Linked DNA regions of Sus scrofa: regions 1 and 2 are each linked to region 3. The links are chromatin contacts, called in public HiChIP or PLAC-seq maps. All regions are on one chromosome and are shown on one strand. Each heading gives the region's core, a stretch centred on a gene start, on an enhancer-like site or on the middle of the called end of the contact. The rest is flanking DNA. Distances are from core to core; before and after follow the strand shown. Region 1 holds the start of VCP (valosin containing protein). Region 2 holds the start of DNAJB5 (dnaJ homolog subfamily B member 5). Region 3 holds the start of TLN1 (talin-1).

The links. HiChIP or PLAC-seq counts read pairs in DNA pulled down with a chosen protein or histone mark.
Region 1: an H3K27ac HiChIP or PLAC-seq map of alveolar macrophages shows a contact between it and region 3. The contact joins the promoter of VCP here to the promoter of TLN1 in region 3. A contact is called at or near these places in 2 of 47 Hi-C or Micro-C datasets (heart right ventricle and liver) and 2 of 2 datasets of contacts at active chromatin or transcription factors (alveolar macrophages and skeletal muscle).
Region 2: an H3K27ac HiChIP or PLAC-seq map of skeletal muscle shows a contact between it and region 3. The contact joins the promoter of DNAJB5 here to the promoter of TLN1 in region 3. A contact is called at or near these places in 2 of 2 datasets of contacts at active chromatin or transcription factors (alveolar macrophages and skeletal muscle).

What each region holds. Positions count from the first base shown.
Region 1 is chr1:235,867,744-235,872,084 of Sscrofa11.1, reverse strand. It overlaps VCP (valosin containing protein), which reads left to right and starts at 2,479. Exons shown (of 17, transcript NM_214280.1): 1 at 2,479-2,666. The coding sequence starts at 2,650. FANCG (Fanconi anemia group G protein) reads left to right here. Exons shown (of 14, transcript XM_003121983.6): 13 at 375-498; 14 at 628-1,012. The coding sequence ends at 721.
Region 2 is chr1:235,789,075-235,793,338 of Sscrofa11.1, reverse strand. It overlaps DNAJB5 (dnaJ homolog subfamily B member 5), which reads right to left and starts at 2,682. Exons shown (of 5, transcript XM_005654514.2): 1 at 2,505-2,682; 2 at 1,539-1,683. The coding sequence starts at 2,667. All of the region lies in intron 1 of LOC100525024 (protein FAM205A-like), which reads left to right.
Region 3 is chr1:236,449,707-236,453,846 of Sscrofa11.1, reverse strand. TLN1 (talin-1) reads left to right here and starts at 2,869. Exons shown (of 57, transcript XM_021065688.1): 1 at 2,869-3,292. It overlaps CREB3 (cAMP responsive element binding protein 3), which reads right to left and starts at 2,579. Exons shown (of 9, transcript NM_001123220.1): 1 at 2,451-2,579; 2 at 2,198-2,345; 3 at 2,054-2,121; 4 at 1,848-1,937. The coding sequence starts at 2,579.

The DNA of each region.
Region 1 (4,341 bases), core at 1,230-3,729, 580 kb after region 3:
AACAGGGTCAGCTGAGCCTTTTTTTCTGGGCGGGCAGTGCCCAGGGATAAGAATCAGGATGTTTAGGAGTTCCTGTTGTGGCTTAGTGGTTAATGAACCCAACTAGCATCCATGAGGACGCAGGTTTGATCCCTGACCTCGCTCAGTGGGTTAAGGATATACCGTTGCTTCCAGCTGTGGTGTAGGTTGCAGACTCGGCTCGGATCTGGCGTGGCTGTGACTGTGGCATAGGCCAGGGGCAACAGCTCTGATTCAACCCCCAGCCTGGGAACCTCCATATTGCCGTGGGGGCAGCCCTAAAAAGACTAATAAAATAAAATAATGTTTAAGTCTGTGTCAAGTTCTAAGGCTCTGTACTCTGGGGTGGGCTACAGGTAATCAAGACGCTTCCTTTCACCTGCTTCAGACTCTAAGGAGGCTGGATCGGAGGGATGAGGCCATTGCTTTCTGGCAGAGGCTAGAAGCCCAAACTGACCTGCCACAAGAGAATGCTACATGGTGAGGCTGAGGGGCAGCTGGTGTCCTGGAGACCTTGGGCCTGTTGGGAGTGGTAGTGAATGAAAGGGAGGAAATGGCTGCCCAACTTTCTGCCTATCCTCCCTTAGACATCACCGTTTTTGCTTTCAGGTCTCTCCCCCTGTACCTAGAAACCTATTTGGACTGGATCCGTCCCCCTGACCGTGAAGCCCTTCTTGAGGAATTTCGGACATCTCTGCTCTAGACCTGTGACCTGAAGGTGCTATGTTTCCAAGAACCTGATCTTGGGCTTCAGTGAGCCACCTGTCAGGAGGGCTTTCTGCTAATACACTCCTTGGGGAGTGTGGCTAGAGCTGACCATTCCAATATAAGTCTGACATTAGAGAGGTTGGTGGTAGTCCTGCAAAATTTGTTCTAGTTACTGGTGTTCTGGTTCCAGAAAAAGCCCCTCTTCCAACAACAAGGCACTGACTTTATTGATAGTACCTTTTTTTCCTGTTTACCTTTTTATGTTTTGAATAAAATTTGATATCTATCTTCTGTCTGCTTACTGCACATACTTGAGTGGGAAGGCTCACAGCTGGCTGATTCAGCTGAGTGCGGGTTGTCTAAGATGCCCTCTCCCAATATCATCTATCTTATGATCCTCAGGAGAAAGGGCTACAGGAATCCTTACTCAGGAATCAGTGCCTTTAGTCCTTCTTGCCAAAAAGGCGAGTACCCCTGCAAACCCAGGATCCTAGGTGAGGCGACAGAATGAGTGGAGTTAGGTAGGTCTGGAAGGTGATTCTTAGAAGGAAGGGACAAGCAGACCTCTGAGTCTGTTAGAATGACACCTCACCCCCTCCCTAATCCAAATTTGGGATTCGATGGTCTTAGTCAAATGTGTCTCTATGGTTAGAGGGTAAAGGATGAATTAAGTCACCATACCACCAAAGCTGCCTGTTGAATATAGTCAGGGCAAGCTGGCATTTTGGGTCCAAGGTCATCAAGTCTCAGCAATGTTTTTTTTTTTTTTTTCTTCTGCTTTAGGCTCTATTGAATCTGTTTGTGTTCTGCGGTTGCTATTTTTTTTTCCTTTTTTTTTTTTTTTTGGCCTCGCCCATGGTAGGCATGCGGAAGTTCCTGGTCCGGGGATCGAACCTCTGCCACTGCAGTGACCCAGGCCCCTGCAGTTATAACGTGGGTCATTTAACCTGCGGAGCCACAAGAGAACTACCTGTGGTTGTCTTTTGATTCCTCTTCGGAATTGAGTGTCCTTTGCATAGCTATTAATATTAATACCCAATGGTAAGAAGGAGCACATACCTCCAAGCCCTGCGGAACTATAAAGCTTGTGGGATTAGGATTACCAGAGGGTGTAATGACAACAGGGAAGAGTGGATTAAGAGCTGGAATGCTAGCCAAAGAGTCCGGAGTAGAGGTGGCTGGAGCCAGCGTTTTGAAGGAGCAAGGAGAGGGGTTAGAGTGCATACTCAGGTTTTGGAAGAAAATGGGTGTGTGGGTTATCACTACAAAAGGACTAGACTAATACAAGGGTTCAATCCATTGTGCCAGGTTCTTCTAGCCGGATAAACTCAGGAGCCAATGAACTGGAGCCAAGTGGGAGAGTCAGCCTCCCAGGGTTAAAGGCTCTCCTTTCGCCAGTCGATCTGGCCCCATTCCTTTCGTTGATTGGTCGAGAGTCCCAATCCGTCGAGGAAGCGTAGCGTTGCGGCCAATTGACGTGGCGTTACTAGGCGTGTTGCATCCCTGAGGCGGGAGCCGGGCCGCAAGCGAATTTCCTGATTGGCTCTGGTCCGCGGGTTGCTGGGGAGAGGAGGCACGGAGAGGCGGGCGGGAGTACCCAGGGCAGGCGCTGATTGGCTGAGTTGTGAGCACCTCTCCTTCCGATGATTCGGCTCTTCTCGCCTCAGTCTTCGCAAAGCGTCTGCAGCCGTCGTTTGAGTTGTCGCTGCCGCTGCCCCCTCGCGGATCAGGCGCTAGCGTCCCCCGCCCGCTTACCGCCCTGGTGCCTCTGGGAGGAAGCGAAAGGGAGGCCGTCTGCGGGTTTGTCGTTGCCGCTCACCCTCCGCCCGGGAGAGCCGAGCACCGGCCGAGTCGGTCGCCTGCCACCCTTCGTAGCCGTTACCTGCGGGCCGCCACAGCCGTTGGCCGGGAGAAGCGCGCGCCATGGCCTCCGGAGCTGAGTGAGTGTGTGCGCGCCCCCCGTCCTCCCGCTGCGAGTGCGCGCACTGGGAGATCCCCTGCGTTGGGTAGGCCCGGCCAGGCCTGCTTGTGGGCGCGTCTAGGAGGTGGAGACAGGGAAGGAGGGAGACGGAAGGAGAGGAAGGGGGCGAATGAGGAGCCGCGGACCCCGCTGGGCCCGGCCGCGCACCCGTGCGCCCCCTAGGCGGGGCTTGCTTTGGGCCTGGGTCGGGGCCTGGGCCGGATCGTGCTGTGTCATGCAGGCCCGGGGCGGCCTGATTGGCTCCTCTCGAACGGCTGTCCTGTCCTAGTGAGGTCTGAGGGCCCACGCTGCCGGCACGGAGCCCCGGGGCCTTGGGGTGTCCACCTGCGATCCAGTCTGCCACCCGTTGTAGGCCTTTGGTCCCCGGAGAGTGCAGGCCACTTGGGCCTGACGCCCTAACTGGGCCCGGTGGGCGTGGACTTTGAGCCACGTGAAGGCCTTAGGAGCCGGGAGACCGAGACCGAGGAGGAGGCCGGAGCAGTGCAAGGCCGGGCGAGCTCAGGGGAGCTCCCGACGGCCCTTTTGGATCCGGGTGGGTCTGGCCCGTGGTTGGCATCCTCTACGACCTGAGTAGTGAGAGGCTGTTACCGAGAGGGCGGGCCCTGCCTTTCCCATCTGGCCTTCTTCATACTTTATTATTCCTGTTTTATTCATATGGGAAGGCTATAGTCAGTTTTCAATAATGTTAGGAAGTGGGGTTCATTAGGTTCTTGCTAAAATTCGAATCTCAGTTCGTATTTTGTGGGCCTTTCTAGATTTCAGCCTTTTGTGGTGTGAAGGTTAGAGTTGCCCTAACTTCTCAAACACACACAGCCTTTTACCTATGTGGAGAAATCCTGAGCTCTCTATTCCTCAGGAAAGCATCAGATAAAACCTGGCTACCTCTGCCCATTTTAGAATCAAGAGCTTTAGATACTGGGGGAGTTGGGGTGGGGGAGGAGAACACTGCCATCCTATGGAAACTCTTCTATGCAAAGCACCTTCCAGACTTGAAAGTTCAGTTTTTTGAGGTGTTCCTTTTTTTCAAGTTTCTGAACCGAGGTGAAGTATTTATTACTGAGGCGCCTATTGAAAAGGGCTGCTTATTAATACTTAAAGTACCCTCTTTAGTTTCCAGTACTAAAAGTCGAAAATTCTTAGAACCTGGCATCATAGACAGTTTATCTCTAGGTCATCTTGATGACTCTTAACTGAACTCTGTCCACGCCCCCTGTGGCCCACTGGGGTCCTGGAAGAGGGCCTTGACTCATGCAGGAAACCAGAGGAAGGTCCCCAAAGAGCCTCCAGGACTGTTGTCAGCCCATGATCAAGCTGACTTCCCTTGTTTAGAGGTTACCTCTTTCGATCTCAGGGGACAGATGTAGAATTAAAGGTCTTTACTTTAAGGGCAGAACATATCAGTCATCTCCAGTGCTGGGCTCAGGAGTGGTAGGCAGATTGGAGGTTTTCCTAGAATACAGCTTTGGGGTTAGAATACAAACTCTGATGACCAGAGGCAACTGGTATTTTATTTCTCTAACCCTAATCCTATACATCCAACTGGAAGATGGACAGCCCTTAGAGGGTATTTTGATGCATGGAGGAGAGGGAGAATGGATGGATTTAAATTGCCCTCGACTCTCACATTGACCATG
Region 2 (4,264 bases), core at 1,433-3,932, 660 kb after region 3:
CTTTTAAAATAGTTGTTAGGAGACAACTGGGCACTAACCACCATTTCCTTAATACATTCTCTACCAGTCCTTTCCTTTCACCTGCCCTATGGTTTAGGACCTGGCCCAGTGCCAGGCCCACACTCCTCTGATAGTTCCTTCCATGCTGGGTGCAGAGATATTTGTTATTTATAAGAGGGAGAAATACAGGGCTCTAGTTCTTCCACTTTAATCTCCCTCCACCAATGTCTCTGCAATGGATATGAGAGAAGGGAACTTTCTGTAGCTAGAGCTATTTGGGGGAATGACCAGAAGCCATCTGCCAACCCTTCTGAAACTTGGCCAACCCCTGCCAAAGCCCGTAGAACCAGAGTCTTTCTAGCAATGTCCTAGGCTGGCAGCCACAGCTGAGGCCTGCTTTTATGCCTCTGCTTCAGAGAAGTATACAGGGTTTTCTGGCAGCAGTGAGGGCTTCAGTGGGTCAGGGCAGACCTCAAGGTCCCAGGTAGGCAGTGACAATGGCCCTAGTTCCTGCCCCCACATGGCCTGTTGCAGGTGGCTGGGTTGACTCATGGTTCTGGGAGTCACCTCGTTCTGATGAAGAGAAGTCTCCATTAGGGCGGATACTCCCCCTTTCCCCCCTACCATCATGTCATGCCTGGTGGGGGAGGCTGGGGTTGGGGGAGGCAGAGAAAGAGCATATGGGGGAGGGCAGCCATTTTCGGAAGCAGCAGTAAATGCGTCTGAGAGGTGAGCTGGGGGTGGTCTGCCATCTCTGCCTCAGCCCACACCTTCTTTCCCCGGAAACTGAGAAGGAACCCGAGCACACCAAGAGGTGCCTTCAGAGAACTGTAGCAGTTTTTAGGCAGAGAGTGAGTGGAACGGCTTGCCGTCCCCTCACCCTCCCCTTGCTGTCCCTGCATTACCTCTTCATCTGGCCAGCTTCCTCCCTGGCACCCACCTGCTAGCTGTTTTAGACCTATAATTCTCTTGCCTCCACAGACATAGGGCAAGCTCTTTCAAGAACTGCTTTTTCCCTCCTTCTTTCCTCCCTCCCTCCTTTTCTCCCTCCCCTACCCACAAGCCACGTGTTGGAGTGACAAAGGAGCCCCATGGCATGGCACTGCCTTTGATGGAGAATGTTAATGTAGAAGCAGGAATGAAAAATGAGAAATGGCAAGGGTGACTGATATAGGGAGGGGGAATGGTTGATACAGAAAATGAAGCACTGATGGAGGGGGATGAGGGATGACAAAGGGAAATATTTGGCTTAGGTGGCAAGTAGGGTACCGGTGGGTTTAAAGAGAGAGAGATGTAGAGAGTTGAAATACTAGAGGAGGTGTTCATGGAAAATGGATGCCTGAAGGGTTTGGTATAGAAAATGAATGATAAAGCATGCAGTTCATTCAAATGTAAGGGTGGAGTAGAAGGGGGTTCTTATATGTCACTGGGGATGAGATGAAGATGAGATGGAGGAAGCAGGTAGGCAATGGACAGGAATGCGACATGGAGAATTTGACTTGGTATGGGTATGAGTGCCCTTCTCCAGAGGGACTTACCGAAACTTTACAAACCCATTCAGCGTCCACGCTCGAAGTTTTAAGGGCTCCAGCTGAATTTTAAACATCAAGCTGGCTAAGAAGTCTTCTCCCCAGAAGTGTGGGAAGCTCCGGAAAGCTCCTCGGGCCTGTAGTGGGGGTGCTGCTGGGGATGGGCAGGAGAGCACTGTGCGCTTAAACATGCCCAGCCCAGCCCCTCACCTCGGATCGCTCCACTGGAGCCTGCTCGGAAAGCTGCAGCTCTGGAAGCCACCTCCTCAGGCCCTTGCCCAGCAAGGCTTGTCCGGTGCAGCAGGAGCTGGACCTGATCCCCAGGTGTGGCGAGTGAAGGGACAGGGTCCAGCGGCCACCTGCTCTCAGGTGCAGCAATGTCTGGCTGATTGTGAATGGCTGTATGGCAGTGTGACAGTAAGGCTGGCAGTGCGAAGAGTGTGTGCTTGTAAGTGGCAGCGTGTGTACCTGTGACAGGTGTGATAGTCTGTGAGGGCTTAAGAGGCAATGGGTTCCTCTCGCTTCTCTCTCCGTAGAGGACCAGACCCCAATTCCCAAGAACCTACTCAATGAAGTCACTGACAGGGAGTCTCCTCCCTCGCTGATGGGCGGGGCGGCGCGGGGAGAGCTCCGCCGGGACAAAAGGCGCGGCAAGGAGAGGAGGGGAAGAGAGGGGAGGGGGCTGGGGCGGGGGAGGGTGGTCGGTGATGTCACCGGGGCTGGCTGGCAGGGCCGGCTCAGAAACGCCTCCGCCCCACGAAACCCAATGCAACCCAGCCTGACCCTCTCTCGGCTCAGACGCTGGCTGCCCCCCGAGGGTCGTGGACATCGAGCACCTTGCAGACCCCGAGTCCCCACACCCCCACGGCGGAAGAGCCGATGGGCCTTCAGTGTCCCAACCCCCCGACACCAGGACCCCTGGCTTCGCGAAGCCCCCGCTCCCGGGACCCTCGAGTCCTGGCTCGGCGCCCTCACCGGTGAGGAGCTGCGGGCGCCACCGCGGTCCGTCAGACAGCCGCTGCCCCCTCACCCGGCTCCGGCTCCGCCGCCTCCACTCGGGACAGGAGTCGCCTGCCCGCCGGCGGCAGACAGCGAGCCCGGGAACCCGCCCCCACAGCTCCGCCTTCGCGATGCCCATTGCTCCATCTGCCCGTCATTCAGCTTGGCTTCTGTTGTAATTGGACAGCTTTCAACGAGTGGCTCTGTGATAGCCACCCACTCTCCGCCCCTGTCACCCGGCCACACGCGCACACATTCCGGACAGTGATTGGTGTGAGTCTGATTGGTGCACTCCACAATCAATCAACCACACCTCTTCACTATCTCGCCGTTTCATTGGTGAAAGGAACAGAGGGCGGCAACTCCACGCGCCCTTTGATTTTATTGGTTGGTCTCTGGGGCTCAGACCGGACTCGGGGGGACAACTATTTTAGTCCAATCTCTGGTTGGAGAAGGTGGGACGTACTGGCCACCGCTCGAATCCCGGGAGAAGCTTCTGGAACCCGTGCAACGTCAAAAGCAGCCTTAAAGGAAAACTGCGCTCACCACTTGGTGGTGACTCTGGGCATTCTTTCCTTTCTTTTTTTTTGGGGGGGGGGAGAGGTGAGGGGGTAGGGGAGAGAATAGTGCACTCTGGGAGGTGTAGTCCCTGGAGCAGAGTCAAAAGATCACACCTTCTTACTCATCTTCCATTTAATCGTAAACTGACCTCGCCCTGACCTGATTTAGCTTTATATTACCGTGACCCGGAATTGACCTGATGTGACCTAACAATCTCAAAACAGACTCTGGTAGATGTGTAGAGTTTAAGTACCTTTCTGATCTCTCCTTTGTAATTGGGTAGTTCTTTACAGGTTTAGCACCTTCATGCTTCCCTGAGTCCCCTTTTCATCCTCTGTATAATCCCCTCATCCCTGCTCCCTTATGCAGCCCGTTCTCAACAAACCCCACAATCCCCATTAAAGTTCCCCCTATAATCTTTCATCTTTCTTTTCCTTTGAGTTCCCACGTTTTAGCTCCCCTTTATCATCCTCTCATCTTGGCCTCATATGATCTCCTGTCCTTCCCTCATCATCCTCTGTCTTACCCTATTCTTAATCCTTTATTTACTCCCATGAACTCCCCTACCCTGGCCCCCTTTTAATCTTTCATCCTAGCTCCATGGTCTCCTTTCTTAACACCCTCAGAATCTCTCATCTCAGTACTTCCCCACCCCCATTAAATCTCAGCCCCAGTGTCCCCGATGTTCAGAGCAGGCAGGGCTGTGGAGGCGGTTGCCAGCGGAAGCCGACGCTTGAGCAGACACGGTGCCTAGCGCCCACGTCACTGTCTCCCAGACCCATCTGTGCTAGAGGGAGCGGGGGTAGGAAGGGGGTAATCTGGGGGTGAAGAGGGGGAAGGAGTTCTTGGGGGGTTTGAGGACAAAGGAAGGGCCAGGGCAGAAGCTTTCACATATCTCTCATTCTTTGAGGGTTCCCAATTCAGAAATTGGATACCCATGTGGTCATGCAAACTGGATAGGGCTGGAAACAGATTTGGAGAGCATCAGTACCTAGGCAGCAGAGCAGGGCAGGGAAGAGGTCTAAGGATCCTGAGGTCAGGTCTACATATCCTCTACTGCCTGCCTTCTTACTAGTATTCACAAGGGGGATCCCAGGTGTAAAGGGGTATGGGGTGTGAAGGAAGGAAGAAAGTGTGGTAAGAGGACAATGGAGGCGTTTCTGTCCTGCCTCAGG
Region 3 (4,140 bases), core at 1,620-4,119:
TTCCTTTCCACTGTGCTGTGATGTGAACTCCTCTTTAGCTATTTTAAAACACTTGACATTTCTTCCAAGTGAAAAAAAAATCTGGGCAAAAGTTTTAACTCATCATCTGCTCTCTTCTCAGGATGGAATGTATACTCGTAATATCTGTCAAAAGATCTGGGCTCAAGCCTGGACACTGAGATGTGACGTTCTGGCTGATATAAAGGAGAGCAAGTGGTTACTGCTCTTCTAGAGGCAACACAACTAGATAATGAGTATCTGCTGATATAGCTTGCAAGCCTATTCACTCTTTTTTTTTTTTTTTTTTTTGGGGTCTTTTTGCCTTTTCTAGGGCTGATTCCCATGGCATATGGACATTCCCAGGCTAGGGGTCGAATCGGAGCTGTAGCCACCGGCCCACACCAGAGCCACAGCAACTTGGGATCCAAGCCGCATCTGCCACCTATGCCACAGCTCATGGCAACGCTGGATCCTTAACCCACTGAGCAAGGGCAGGGATCGAACCTGCAACCTCATGGTTCCTAGTCAGAGTCATTAACCACTGCGCCACTACGGGAACTCCAGGCCTATTCACTCTTAGTAGTCATATCACACTACTGTACTTTTAAGAAATTAAAGTCTCTTTATCTTTCTATCAGTAAATATTGATTTCATCATAGTATCACAATACCGCACATGTGAAGCTGCCACTCATTGCTTGAAGCAAAACTCAGGATTTTACATTTATTTTTGTTATACTCCTTAGTCCAGCCTTGATGAATTCTAAAACTTAACCATTCAGCCATAGGTGGATTAGTGTAAAACTAGTGAAATCTAAGTGTCAGGACCCCCCTGTTCCCACAGTACTTTGCAAATCCCTATACCAATATTACACTAATGATTTTGAATTCTTACTTAAAGAGAACACCAAAGTTTGTACAAGCCCTACAAAAACCAGGATCTGCCCCGGCATCCAGCATATTAACTACAGCTTCCTACAAACAACAAACGTGCCAATCTCTCGCTGTCAGGAGACGTGTTTCTACAATCTTTTCTTAGCCTCTTTGCTTCTATTTTCTATGCTGAAAATTCCATTTTGTCCTGCTTTACTTAACCCCATATTCCAGCTTGAAAAACAGTCACCATGCTAGTAAATAATTTAAGCTTAAGAACAAAGACCAAAAGGCATAAGTATTCACGTGGTCAGCTGAATGAGGACATAATGCGTTGGTCTAGGCATGCAGTTTGCACAGCATGATACGTCCTGTTAAAATAAGAGGAAGAGGCGCCTCAAGGCCCCAGGGGGTTTATGAGCGGTCGTTAGCAGAATATGCATCAGCAAGGAGGTACAAACCTAGGCATGCCAGGTTGCAGCAGATAGGCATGCTGTCTGTGGAAGCACAATGATAATTCTCTAGGTGCTATGCACAGAGAGCTAATATCCAGCTTCTTCAATGCTAGTGATTGTTAATGCCTAAAGGTCAGAATAAAAGCTTAACCAGCTACCAGCTATGTGACTTTTAAAATAATAAAAGAACTATGTCCTGCACCTACAACCCCCTCCTCACTTGATGTAATCCTAAAGAGCACAATAAAAGCAGTGTGGTTTCTTGAGGCACTGCTCTTGGTCCCTGAGACCTTGAGTCCCCCAGTTCCCACCCGCAATTAAGATAAATGTCTCTGTGTCTTGTTTTATGCTAACTTTTTCTCAAGTTTTACAGCACCCGTTCCTCAGCCCTTACCTGCGAAGCTGGACTCAGCATCTCGCCTCAGTCCTTTCTCAAGTTACTGATATAAAATTAACAGAGTCAGCCTACTAGGGACTTAACCCCTGCATCCAGTCTTTGCTCCTCGAATGGGAGTCTTACCTTAGTGAGAGGAAGTGTCCCGGGCAGAGTAAGCCCCTCCTTCTCCAAAAGCCTCTTCTCCTCCTCCGTCAGTATCAGCTCACCAATCTCCTGGGGTTCCAAGAGGTGGGCAGCACAGGTGCAAGAGGGTGTCAGAGAGAAATTCGGACTCCTGCCCCAACCCGGTCAATGTGGGAATAATCGTCCTGTAAACCAAGTCAAGTTACCTGCTCTGCGGGCGCCTCCACACGCAGGGAAGTCATTTGGGCCCCTTCCTTCTCATAATCCTCATTATCTGCAAGAGGGAAAGTATAAACAGCCAGGTCCATAGTCCCCTCCCCTCCCCCAAACTTCACCTCTATCAGACTCACCTAGATCTATGGAGACATACTCCTGTGACAGGGAATAGGTGTGATCATGGTGGACAAGATAGGGGTCAGAGTGGCTAAAATCGGTCAACGATGCTGGGGGACTCGACAGGCAGCTCAGGAAATCCTCTACGTCCCAATCGCTCAATGCCTGCCCAGGGTTCAGATTAACAGACTTTGACTGATCACCACCCCCTGCCTCAGAGACACCCCTCCATCCCGCCCGGGGCCTCCCGGACTCAGAGCCCCCCCCCACCTCGGAAAGTGGTAGCTCCCAATCCAGGGGCGCCTCCAAGGCTTCGTCCCGCGCCGCCCCCAGACCTCCGCTTTCCTCTAACAGGAAGCCCAGCAAGTCATCGTCACCCGAGTCCAACCCCAGCTCCATATGAGACATCTACGGAAAGGATGAGCAGAAACACAGAAGTACACCCGGAGTCAACTCCCAACCCCACGCACGACTCCCACCGATCGTCAGTGGGCCACACCTATGGGCTCCGCAAGCGGGGTTTTCCTCCTGGATGCCGGAGGTGGCTCACAAACCCGACCCGCCTCCCAGCCTGAGTCTTAGCCACTTCCAACACCACACAAGTGACGCACCGAGCCCTGAGGCATCCCGGGACTTGGAGTTCCCCGGACGCGGAAGTGGCCTTGGTGCACGCCACGTCCCGGGCACTATGCAAATAGAGGGGACGTCCTTGCCAGCCCCTCACTCCCCGAGGGCGGGCATTCCGGCGAGCCGCCTCCGCCTCCGCCTCCGCCTTCGCCCCGGGCTAGGAAAAGGAAGGACTACCGCGCAACCGGGACCTCGGGCCCAGCTCGGGCGTCTTCTTGGGATTGCGCCGCACCCTCGCTTCCTGCCGGGGAGGGGCTGCGGGTCTTCGGCCGGCTCCTGAGCATCGAGATCTGGGGCCAGAGCAGCTTCCTGCGGTCCCCGCAACCATAGAGCGCGGGCCCAGGGCGCCGCCCGCGGGCGGGGGACGTTCCCGGACGGAAGTGGCCGAGAGTGTCGAAGGGAGGGCGAGGCCGGAGCCCGAGAGCCACCGGGAGAACGAGCGGGTTAGCGGGCCGGCGGGCGGGGCGCAGAGCCGGGCAGCGCAGGTAGGCCGGTCTGCCGCGAGCGGGGCCTCAGGGTGGGGCCGCAAGGCCGGGCCCGGGAGGCGGGCGGGGCCCCTGACTTGACTGCGTCTCCTGTTTCGGGTCCTGTTGGAGAGGTCAGCGTCCAGTGTCTCTCGGCTTGGGCTGGGAGTTCAAGAGGCCTTTTTGCGGGAGGCTTTTCTGCTCCCTTGCTGGGAGCAGCCCCCTGTCTGGGATAGGTTTGGGGGAGGGTGAAGAGTGGGTGGCAGTGCGACGCAGGGCGGGGATCGGCTTTGAGGTTGGCTGATGGCGGGTATGTGGGTAGGAGCGCCCTGGGTGGGTTGGGGATTAGGTGGTATTGGGTTTAGGAGCCAAGGTTAGCTTTAGGGGTTTAAATTTCGAGTTATGAGCGTGAGTCAGGTCCGTTTTGGGTAGGTAAAGTTTGGATTAAGGACATTATTTTGTGTTCTAGGATGGTCAGCCTAAGCCAGAGTTAGAGTCCAGGGTCGGGTTAAGGGTCAGCAGCAGGAACGGCGCTCGAGATCCAGTTTTAGGCATTAGAGACCGTTGGCATAGCCAGTGTTAGGGGTAAAACGGGGAAGGAGTGACTCAGGAATCAAGTGACACATGATCTTTAGGTTCAGGGGTCAAGCTCTAGGGGTAAGGTTGGGATTTGGTGCTAAAGGTAAAATTTAGATCAAAATTAGGGATCAGGGATTGGATTCAAGTGTCTGCTGGGAAAGAGCTGAATGTTAAAGCCAGTATTGGGCATCAGGAGACAAATTGGGATCGGGGTTAATGTTGGGAACTAAGGACAGTTTTAGGGGTTATAGGCTGAGGTCAGGGTAGGTGACCTCAGGCAGGTAAAATTT